Linked DNA regions of Anas platyrhynchos: region 1 is linked to region 2. Evidence: chromatin contacts called from public Hi-C data. All regions are on one chromosome and are shown on one strand. Each heading gives the region's core, a stretch centred on a gene start, on an enhancer-like site or on the middle of the called end of the contact. The rest is flanking DNA. Distances are from core to core; before and after follow the strand shown.

Region 1 (4,774 bases), core at 225-2,724, 280 kb after region 2:
ACCACCAGCCACCTGCCAACTTGGCAAGCCGCGGATGGCACTGCAGCGCCTGGAAAATAAAAACGCCTCCCAGGCGGTTTCCAGGGAAGCTGGAGGGAGAAGCAGTCAGGAGCCGCGGGGCCGCTGCCAGCTCTCTTTGAACCATATGATGAGGGCAGCTGCGAGTCTCCTCGGGTGCTGGGAGAGCCTGCGCTTTCATGCAGCACTCCCAGCCTCCAGACAGCGCGCATCTGCTCCAACCCTTTTCCTACGACGCAGCCAAATCCTCCCGCTGCTTCCAGCTCCGAGTCCCAGAGAGAGCGGAGCAGCAGCCGCAGGGCCCAGCAGCGGGACAGCCACGGTCGGGGCCATCGCGGGGCGAGCTCAGCACCGGGCCTGCCCTCAGATCTGCGTCCCCCAGGAGCAGGGTGGCACGAGGGGCTGCTCAGGGCAAGGTTGCTGGAGGATGTGGCCATTCCTGGACCCTGCTCAGCTTCCCCACCCTGTCACAAACAGTACATGATATTCATATGGGGGCGAGCAGCTGAGATAAATCCTTCTTAATCCCTTCTTCCTGTACGTCCCCCAGATCACCGGGTCTGGGTCTCAAGCAGAGAAAGCCAGCCATCGTTGACCACCCCATCTATTGTCCTTGAGGGGTGGTTACTGCACAAATACCATGTCCCTGAGGGACAACAGTGAGGATGGGGACAGTGATATGGGAGGCCACCAGCACCTGTCCTCCTCATCCTCAGATGGCCAGGGCCAGAAGGGCCAGGTCCAGCAGGGCCTGGGCAGCAGGGACAAGGGGGAGGTTTACCATTGCGAGGTAAAATCGACGAACTCCGACGAAAACTTGTCTGCCGGCAGCTGTGGCGACGGCTCCTCCACCACCTGCTTGAGCTGCTGGAAGGGCGTCCCCCAGGAGTCGTAGGGAAAGCGCAGGATGGCCAGCTCGATCTGGGGAGACAGCACCCATGCCTCAGTCCCGGGGGACAGACACCCCGGGGCTCATCCTGCCACCCCATGGGATTTTGGCAGCCTGTTTAACCACCCATGTGTGTGTTTTTTTGGGCCCTGCAAAAACACGTGGAATATTTTCACCCCACCAGGCCACAGTGTCTTGCAGGAAACCTTTTGTGTTTAACCTCCCCCAGCAAACAGGGCAGGCCTGAGGACACCCGGCAGCCTCCACATCCAATCCTCCCTCCTGCCCTCCTGTTGGACATCACTGGGGAGAGGCCAGAAGTTTAAAAAACACATACTGCATAGGGTCACTGTGCTATAAAATGGCAAGGAGATGGATTCCCTCTGAACACTGCTTCTCCTGGTGTGCAGGAGATGCCGCCGATGCCCCCTCCTCTGATGGGGACTGTGCTAAGTGCGATTTGCCGGGATGTTTTTTCAGGTTTGAAATCCAACCTGCTCCACAGACAGACACAGTGCCGGACGCCTTCGCCTTAGCCCATGCTGCCATCTCCCGGCAGCCTGTGGCCACCACAGCAGGGCTGTCCCCAGCAGGGTGCCATCCCCGTGACAGCCACAGACAGAGCCTCAGGGGTGTCCCAAGGGTGGGACATCCTTGGAGACCTGTCCTGCCACGCCAACACATCAAAGCCAGCAAAGCAGCTCCATCTGCCTTCTCCTCGACCCCACAATGTGCTTACTGGTACCTTGTGGATTCGCTGTGTGCCCCTTCCAGCCCTGACACCTTCCCAGGGAACCAGTGCCACCAGTGCCAGGGGGCTACAGGGAGGAAAACGAATCCACAAACCACACCCAACACCCCAACCACACTGCCAGCCCCCAGATTGCCCTACCATCGTGATCCCCAGGCTCCAGATATCAGATTTGACGCTGTACCCCTTCTGGTTCAGCTCCGGGTTAATTCTTTCAGGCTGTGAAGAGACACAAGGGCAGTTAAGGACCAGGGATGGGCTCAGCGCGATGCCTACACCCAGGGCTCACCAACCTCAGAGGGGTCTTTCATGGGTCAGAGCCACTTAGCCCACGCTGCCAGCTCCTTCCCTTGACCATCTTGGCATCAGATCAAGCCTACATACTTGCCAGTAAGGGCAAAGTGAAATGGGTCACCAGAAGGAGATGGCACCTGCATCAGGTTTGGGGTGGTGCAGCTGACCCAGCACATCAGGCACGAAGGAGGTGACAAGCCTTGACTCTCCAGGACTGCGTTCACCCCATGCAACTACTTCACACAGAGCAAATCCAAAGGAGTGTTTTTCTCCCAAAAGAAAAGCACTGGTGTCCCCACAGGGCAAACAGCAAAAGTTCAACACGGAGTAATTACAAAGCCTTTCCCAAGGTCACGGGGAGGAGATAAGGCAGCAGAAAGCCATGCTCACAAGACCTGATTTGACCCGTGAGATCCTTCTCCTCCCTCTACCCCTTTACAAGTAACTTCAGGGATACGTCTTACAAAATGAGGCCCCGGGACATGCTGGTGGCTGATCCTTCCCCCTTTAGGATGACCCGACACCCAGGCTCATGTTCCTCTGGCTGCCCTGCAGCAGCTTTCACAAGCGGCTTCTCGGCGGCTCAACTTACAGCCATGTAGGGTTTGCATCCCGCATCCATGGTTTTAGCAACCGAGTCAACGAGGTAACCGCTAATTCCAAAATCGCACATTTTCACCTGCCCCTGTGTATTGATCAACACGTTAGAGGGCTTTACATCTGCAAGAAGGAACACATACCACAGTCACTGTCATGCATGGGCCAAGCCAAAAAAAGCCAAAGAGCTTCCTATCAGCAGAGGGCACCAAAGGTGCCCGTGCAAACCCCGGTGCTTCATATAGGACAGAAACTCAGCTGGTTGTGGCTATTGCAAGTTCAGGTGACTGCCTTGTGGGCCTGTTGGATGTCCTCCAAGTGTCCCTTCACTTGCAGGTTCCCCTCATTGATTTGTGGGGTGGAAGGGAGCCCTGCATGTAGCCACCGTGTCCTAGTGAGCTGGGGATGGCCATGGCAATCACAGTGCTCACAGGGGCACAGCTTGGAAGAGCTGGGGCCAACTCCAGGGGACGTCTGTGAGAGCCTGAAGTATCAGTGAGTCCCCAGCTGAAGCTGCTGTCTCGTCAGCACAAGGGGAAAAAACATGGGGAAAAGGATAAGAGGTGGGCAGGAAAGGGTGAAGAGCAGTGAGGATTGCAGTGGAAGGAGGGAGCAGGAAACTGAGACAAGGATCAAGATTTCAGAAGTGGCCTCTAATTTTAAGGATACCGAGCTTGCAGGCAATGAGAGCAGCAGCAGGCGTGTGGGTGCTCCACACCTTATGGAAATCAGTCCAGTGTCTCATCTATTTATTACTGCCAGATTTATCTGCTTCCCATCACGGCCTTATAATCCCTGGTGCATTTGCATCATTCTCATGAAGGCGGTTATAATCACCATCAGCAAGGGAAATTAAGGTACAGAAAGAAGTCAAAAGTGATAGCTGCCAGAGCATGCAGGGGCTTCCTGGCTAGGCTACTCCCAGATGAAATGTCAGCACAAAGCCCATTTGCTGAGCTATTTAAATGCCCGACACAGGCCACCCTTCTCTCATCTAAGGACTAAGCCTCAAAAGGGAGCAATCCTTCCCCTGTTGACACCCAGAAATAAGAGGTCACTTCTGCAAGAAGGCCATCTACCTATGTGTGATAAAAGATTAATTATAAGCGCTGAAACACTGTCTGAGGGAGACCAGAAGCTGTTTTTGAGTCCTGCTCTTTAGCGCTGGGTGGTTTACAGCTCATTAACATCTACTCTTTAATCAGCGCTTTGCAATCAAATCAAGTGCTTCAGGTATCTGAGATCCTCACCCATCTGTTATTATCTTGAAATAAGACAATTTTCAGTGGAAATCAAAGAAGCAAACAGAAATTCAGAAGCTGAGCAGCATTTTCCACCCACTGCAAATGACACAGAAGGCAGGAACTCAGTCCCCAGCCACGTGCAGGACCTACAGCACATGACCACCTGCTGGAGCTGAACTCCGTTCCCTTCAGACACTCCTTCCCCCTGCAGCAACACCCTGGAGAGGGCTTTTTCCTCCTCTTAAAAAATTGAAAACGATCCTTTGGAAATAAAGGTACTAAGCAGCAACACTGCAATTTGTTTTTCTAAGTGTGTTCATGGCATATCTGAGATGCAAAAAGGGAAAAATGCCGGAAGAGTTTGAGGAGGGTATTCAAGAGTACGTTTGAAGCTATTTTTGGTGTCAAACCATTCTGCCCCCCTGGCATTAGGGGAAGCCCACAGAAGGGACTGGGGTGGTTAGATCCCTGCCAGCAAGGAGGAGCCTCCCACTGCACACCAGCGTGGAGCTGCTGAGCTCCAGGAGAAGCCTGCATGAAGCCTGAGAGCACCAAAGTCAGAAGGAAAAGTTGGTTATAATTTGGCAGAGGTGTTGAAGCACACCATGGATTTAGACCATGGATTAGGGAAGTGTAATGCAAGGGAAACTGCCCTGTTCTGCCAACACCATCAGGCTGAAGCCCACTTCTCCTCCACTCCAGCTCCAGCAGGGAGTCAGTAGAGGTTTCTTATGCTATGGCTTTTGCTTGTTGTGAGACACTGGGGAATAGTTTTGCTGTCCAAGGCTGATTTTATATGGGGCACTTTGGGAGCCCTGTGCCTGGCTGCAAGGCCAGCCCTTGTGAGACTGACACCACGGAGCATGGGACGGACAGACACCGGCACGGCCACGGCTGCGTGCCTGGCTCTTACCTCTGTGGATGACGGAGAGCTTACTGTGTAGATGTTCTAGTGCTTTTACGATCTGAAAGAACAAAGCT
Region 2 (5,308 bases), core at 2,142-4,641:
TAAAAAAGGAAGGAAACCGGAATCTTTCACTACAAAATTTTGAAAGTCCAGGTTCTTTTGCAGCAGACATGGCACAGAAAAGATAGAGAGAAAGTTAGTGTAAGGCATCATGGCTCTTCATCTCCAATGCCTGCAGGCTCTGAAGTTTCTGTGCCTCAGAGGCTTTTCTTTTATTGCTGACAGCAAGGAATTTAGAAAATACACAAAATGCCACTTCAGTTAAGCTTTAGTTTTATCCTTTTGTCTGTATTTTTTAACTGTTTCATTAAAAAGGGGAAGAGAATAAGGTGACATAAAGAATAAGTCAAATACTTGTCTTTGGTTTCTTATCAGAATGGCATAATTAAGTTGTCACCTTGTTACTAAAATATTGCATAGCTGGAGTCCGTGTTATGGGCAGTTATGCTTTGCAAAAAAATAAATAAATTGCTGATTTTGCAAGATGAAATTAAAAAGCTAAGTACAACCCAGGTATATGGCTGTAAAAGATATGGATTTTTTTTTTTTCCTGAATGGAAGACAAAATGTAAATTGTTCTTTGGAAATTTGCAGAAGTGTATTAACTTACCTACTGAAAGATTTCTTTTTCCCTTTGAGATTTAGGTTTGGGTTAATTTTAATGTTTATCAGAGCAGTGACATTTAGTGTCTTTCCCCTTTTTAATAGCTTTGATTAATATTATTTTTTTTAATAATTTGCTCATAAATCCACCAATCTGGGACCATTATACATTGTACTTTGGCTCAGAACCATAGAAAACAATGGCTTAAATCCCATACATGCTTTGGCATCCACTCAATATCTAGTACATTCATTTATGCTAAATTTACTTCTGTTTTCAATATTTCCAGTGTGCCCTAACCCTTTTGACCTACAATCTGCTGTAAATCCCTTTTACTACTCACTGACACGTGACTTTATAAATCATGCACAGGCCACAAGATGATCCTATAACTGAACCCAGTATTTAGACTACAATTGAAAGGTCGTAATTCTGGGCATGTTTAAAGGCACAGCTCGTAACAGCAGTTAGCACATGCTTCAATCTTTGACCTTAAAAGCAAAAGGAAACCAAGGTTCCTGCCCCCCCCCACAACTACACACACATCATGTTATTTAAAATAGGCCATTCAGCTGATAGATGAAGCAATTTGAATTATTCATTCCTCAGAACCCACATCTTGGAAATATCTGGCACCAGCAAATGCTGCAATGTTCTGCAACTCGGAGGAGTCTGCGGGTGTATGGATTCAGCTGCTCCCTGAATCCTTTCCCAGAGGAGGGAGAGGCTCAGCATATTTTCACACCATATCTTTCTCACTGGAAACCTCAGGAAATTTTGCTACAAGGGCAGCAAACTGCAGATTTGAGGCAGTGTACCCAGTAGTTAAGATATTAGGATTGTATCTGTGCTGCGTGAAACTACCTTACAAAGTGTTTTAGAGTTTGGGGGGGTAAAATAACCAAGTACAGCTTGTCATTGAAATCGGCAGGAATGTCCTCATTAGCTGCCTCATATCAACCCAGCACACAGCCTCGTCTACCCTAAAGGTTGCTCTCCTCCTCCCACTGAAACTGCGAGGACTCCAATGGAGATGTTTTCAGTGTAGGTGCCTACCCTTTGGGAAAATGAACCCACAGCAGCTGCTTGATTTTTGCAGGTCTGTCTCTTGTTCAGCAGGGTCTGAAGTTGCAGTTTCATCTGCTTTGTGTTTTCCCAGCTTGTCTGGTGGCTTTCCCCACCATGCCCAAACACCTGAGAGGCTGATCACTTGCAGAAACCTTTCCCTTATCATTGCAGGAATAAAACTTGTATGAGGGTGTGAAAACCCAATGTAGAGCAAATTCATCTGTGAGCAGAAAGAGAGCGTAATTCTGTGAGTAAAAATTATTGGCTCTGCTCTGCCCATCAACCACTTAGCAAGGCTATTATTTACCACTTGCCTTGCCTAGTACCCAATAAAAATCTGACTTGGCTTTTCATGCCCAAGGTTTTGGAAGCACTTACATCCGCACTTCAGGGAAAGTAGATTACAATGTTGTAGGTAAATAAAAAAGGAACTCAATCCAGCAGAGGAAAAAAAAAAAAAAAAAAAAAAAAAAAAAAGTCTTTAAAAGCAAAACAAAAATACAAACCTCTAAAAATTCAGAGCTTTTCACTTGGCAACTTTTGAAATAACAGACTAATGCTTATAACATTGCATAACATTAGAGAACATTAGTCATGAAGAAGTGATGTAATGTGACATCTGGTATTTGGAAACTTCAGCTATACACTTAGCTATATGTTGTCTTGACTTGTCATGGTGCTTGCAAGATACTCTGTGTGTGGAAAGCATGTGTGTCAACACAGCCAATGTACAGCTCCCATGAGGACTGCATACCTTCCGTTGGCACAGGTCCTTGTCTTCTTCTCTTGCCCAATTTCAACTGATTTCCAGTCACCTTCTTCCTGCAGATACATATCTGCCAAGTCACAGCAGTTAGAGTTGGAAAAGGTGAATGGTAGCATGTCGGAAGAGTAGTACAGAGCTACTGTTTCTATGTGTGGAAATTGCAGCATGTAGAAATAATTCATGTATTCTTCATCTACACTCTCAGTTTTAAGGACAGATGAGCTAAGTTAAGGCATATCATAAGGTTTTAACAAATTCTTTGCATGATGTTTTCCACCGGGCAGTGGCTGGCCATGCAACCATCCTGAATTGCTCACCCTGAAAGGCACAAGAAATGGTTTTACACTATATCATAAAAGTTAATTTATTTAAGTTTAGTTAAAACTTAAGAGCTATCTTCAAGTCCAAATACACCTACTCTCTTTCTGCAAACCTGCGAGCTAGCATCCAGTGTACCAGCTGCTGTCTGTGAGACGTGATGCTTGTGCATCAGCTCTGGTGGGACGCTGGAGTCAAAGCAAGCAGATAATGGAAATATAACTGGGACTTTCCAAAGTGTTCACACTAGGCTGAGTGTTCCCACTGAAAGCACGAGGGCAGCCTTGAAACCTGAGCCAAGCTTGGCAGAAATCAGAGATCTGTGTTCTTGCAGCGCTCACTCCCTGCCTCACTGCCTCGGTCTGCACTGTGCCCCCTGCTCCTCCGTCGCTTTGATTGATTTCCCCTATGAAACATGAGCTGAGGATCTCCCATCCTCTATTTTTATTTTGGGTTTGGATCTTGCTGAGCTTCCAGCAGGCTTTACCTCCCAGGTTGTATTACAGATAACGTTCAGTCTCTCTTCTCACCTTCTTCCCACCCACCTAAATCATTTTTATCATCTCTCTTACTTAGAGAGAGCGGGATCCTATTTCTGCACTGACCCCGAGGGAGCGTGGCTGGCCCAGCTCCTCCAGGTCTTGCAATAGCTGCGTGAATTGTCCAGGGCCCCACTGCCAGCTGCAGACCTTTTACCTCGGCTTGTGTTTGTTGGTTTGTCTCTCGGGCACTGCTGGTAAGAGAACACCCTGTGAACAACTGCACAACATGAACCGCAGGAAAATTCCACTGTTATCCTGTCCTGTCCTTCACCTATCACCCAAGGCAACATAGGGACTGGGAAGAAGAGGAAAATAAAAAGCAGGAGAAATATTTCCTACTGAAATTCACTTACACTCTCTTTCTTTGGACAGCGTACAACCTGAAAGGCATAAACCCAATTGCAATCCACTTCCATCCAGTGAAAAACAGTTTCTGTGGGATAAAATTTTAGGATAAACAAGGCTGGTACTGGGGAAGGTTTAGAAAGCTCTCTGCCACACGCCAAAGTTTCATCTGTTTAATGCTGGGAGGGTTTTATTGGTATATCTGCAGGGGATGTGGCCCAAATGTAGAATTAAAAAGTTGCCCTTGTTCTCCTTTCCTGCACAACCTATTACCAAACCGTATCTCCTCAAACCCAAGGGCTGTGGCATTTCACATTATGCCATTAAATTAGCCCTAGCTTTCACTAGTTTCTTGAAACATTGAAAGCTTGTGTGGTTTTATTTTTTTTCTAATATTTCCATATCTATTCATTTTATTTTGGAGGACTTTCTAGAACTTTCCAGTCCTAGGAAGATAAGTTGTAAAGATCACAAAAAAGTCATGTACGTTTATGTTTCATTTAATGTAAATATAATAATGAATCACTTCAGGTTATACTTTTTTATACACTTCCATTTTCATCTCAGAAATGAACCTGAAAATAAGAAGCATCTTAGCAGTATGTGTGTTAAGTGACATGTCAACAAACCAGATTCTTTCTCTAGTCAGCAGGTTATGGAGCTGCTTAACATGTTCTTCAAAAGATGTTAATTAATATGGATGCCTTGTGTTTTCTTTGGTTATAAATAGCGCAAGTGGGTGGTTGGCAATTGGTTCCTCCTTGCCACATAACTTTTTTTGTGTGTAAACTGCAGCACAGTAAGTGTTTAGCATATGATTCATAGGAAGCACCCAGTGAACACTTGTAATAGGATAGATTAAAAAAAAAAAAAACAAAAAAAAAAAACAAGTAAACTATTCAGAACTGTAAAATGCCTAGCAGGTCACCTACTTTATTTTTCCCCTCTGACAGTGCTGGGTTATTCCTTGTGATATTTACTTCTGTAAATTACTGCCTAATAAACTACATCGAAAAAGAGTATTTCCAGGGACCAGTCCAAGTGTTTACTATGCAGCTATATCTGAATATTTGCTAACAAATTAAAAAAATCAAGTAGAAAGTTCATAGCACTACAGTGTTGGAAACTCTAAAGAGCTGCAAGATTTACAATGAACTATTTTCCATGTCTTTGCTCTCCTTTTTTTTTTTTTCTTTTTTTTTTTTTTTTTAATACTTGTTGCAAGCTTTCTCTGAATATATATCCCTATATAACCCACCTTGGGACTTAGGATCCATTTACAATTGGTGATAATAATTACATGCCATTTAAAATAGCTTAGAAAAAAAATTGCTCAGGCATGGTTATCATGAGCATAGGGGATAATTTTACATTAGAGAAAACTCTGTCCATTATATATGGAGGGAATTTCTTTATATAAAAAAAGTGGGCTACTTTTCCCTAGAAGTTCAACAAGACAGACTCTTTCTGCATCCCAAATTAGTCATTTTCTTCTTGGATCGAGTTAGCCTTTTTTCCTTCAACTTTCCTTCCCACATAACCTACAAGCTTAAGTCAAAGAAATAGATGGAAAAGTCACTTGTCCACTAGAGAACGTTTACTTAGTTATGAAAGTAGCACATCTAAACTACTGAAGTAGAAGGCCTGGAGGAAACAAAGTTTAGATTCCAGATCTCCGCACCAATAGAAATTGGTCACTAAGATACA

The links. Hi-C and Micro-C count contacts between places; a contact is called where the count stands out from the background.
Region 1: a Hi-C map of subcutaneous adipose tissue shows a contact between it and region 2, with 1.6 times the contacts expected there. The contact joins two enhancer-like sites. A contact is called at or near these places in 2 of 8 Hi-C or Micro-C datasets (skeletal muscle and subcutaneous adipose tissue).

The regions. Positions count from the first base shown.
Region 1 is chr19:2,636,562-2,641,335 of IASCAAS_PekinDuck_T2T, forward strand. It overlaps MAP2K6 (mitogen-activated protein kinase kinase 6), which reads right to left. Exons shown (of 13, transcript XM_038165340.2): 7 at 4,707-4,758; 8 at 2,545-2,672; 9 at 1,800-1,877; 10 at 800-939. Among named protein-coding and RNA genes, the nearest start is that of MAP2K6, 29 kb to the right of the region's middle. Within about 2 kb of position 1,475, at least 2 of the 8 cell types and tissues checked have an H3K27ac peak or open chromatin away from gene starts, as enhancers often do.
Region 2 is chr19:2,357,715-2,363,022 of IASCAAS_PekinDuck_T2T, forward strand. No RefSeq gene overlaps it. Among named protein-coding and RNA genes, the nearest start is that of KCNJ2, 120 kb to the right of the region's middle. Within about 2 kb of position 3,392, at least 6 of the 8 cell types and tissues checked have an H3K27ac peak or open chromatin away from gene starts, as enhancers often do.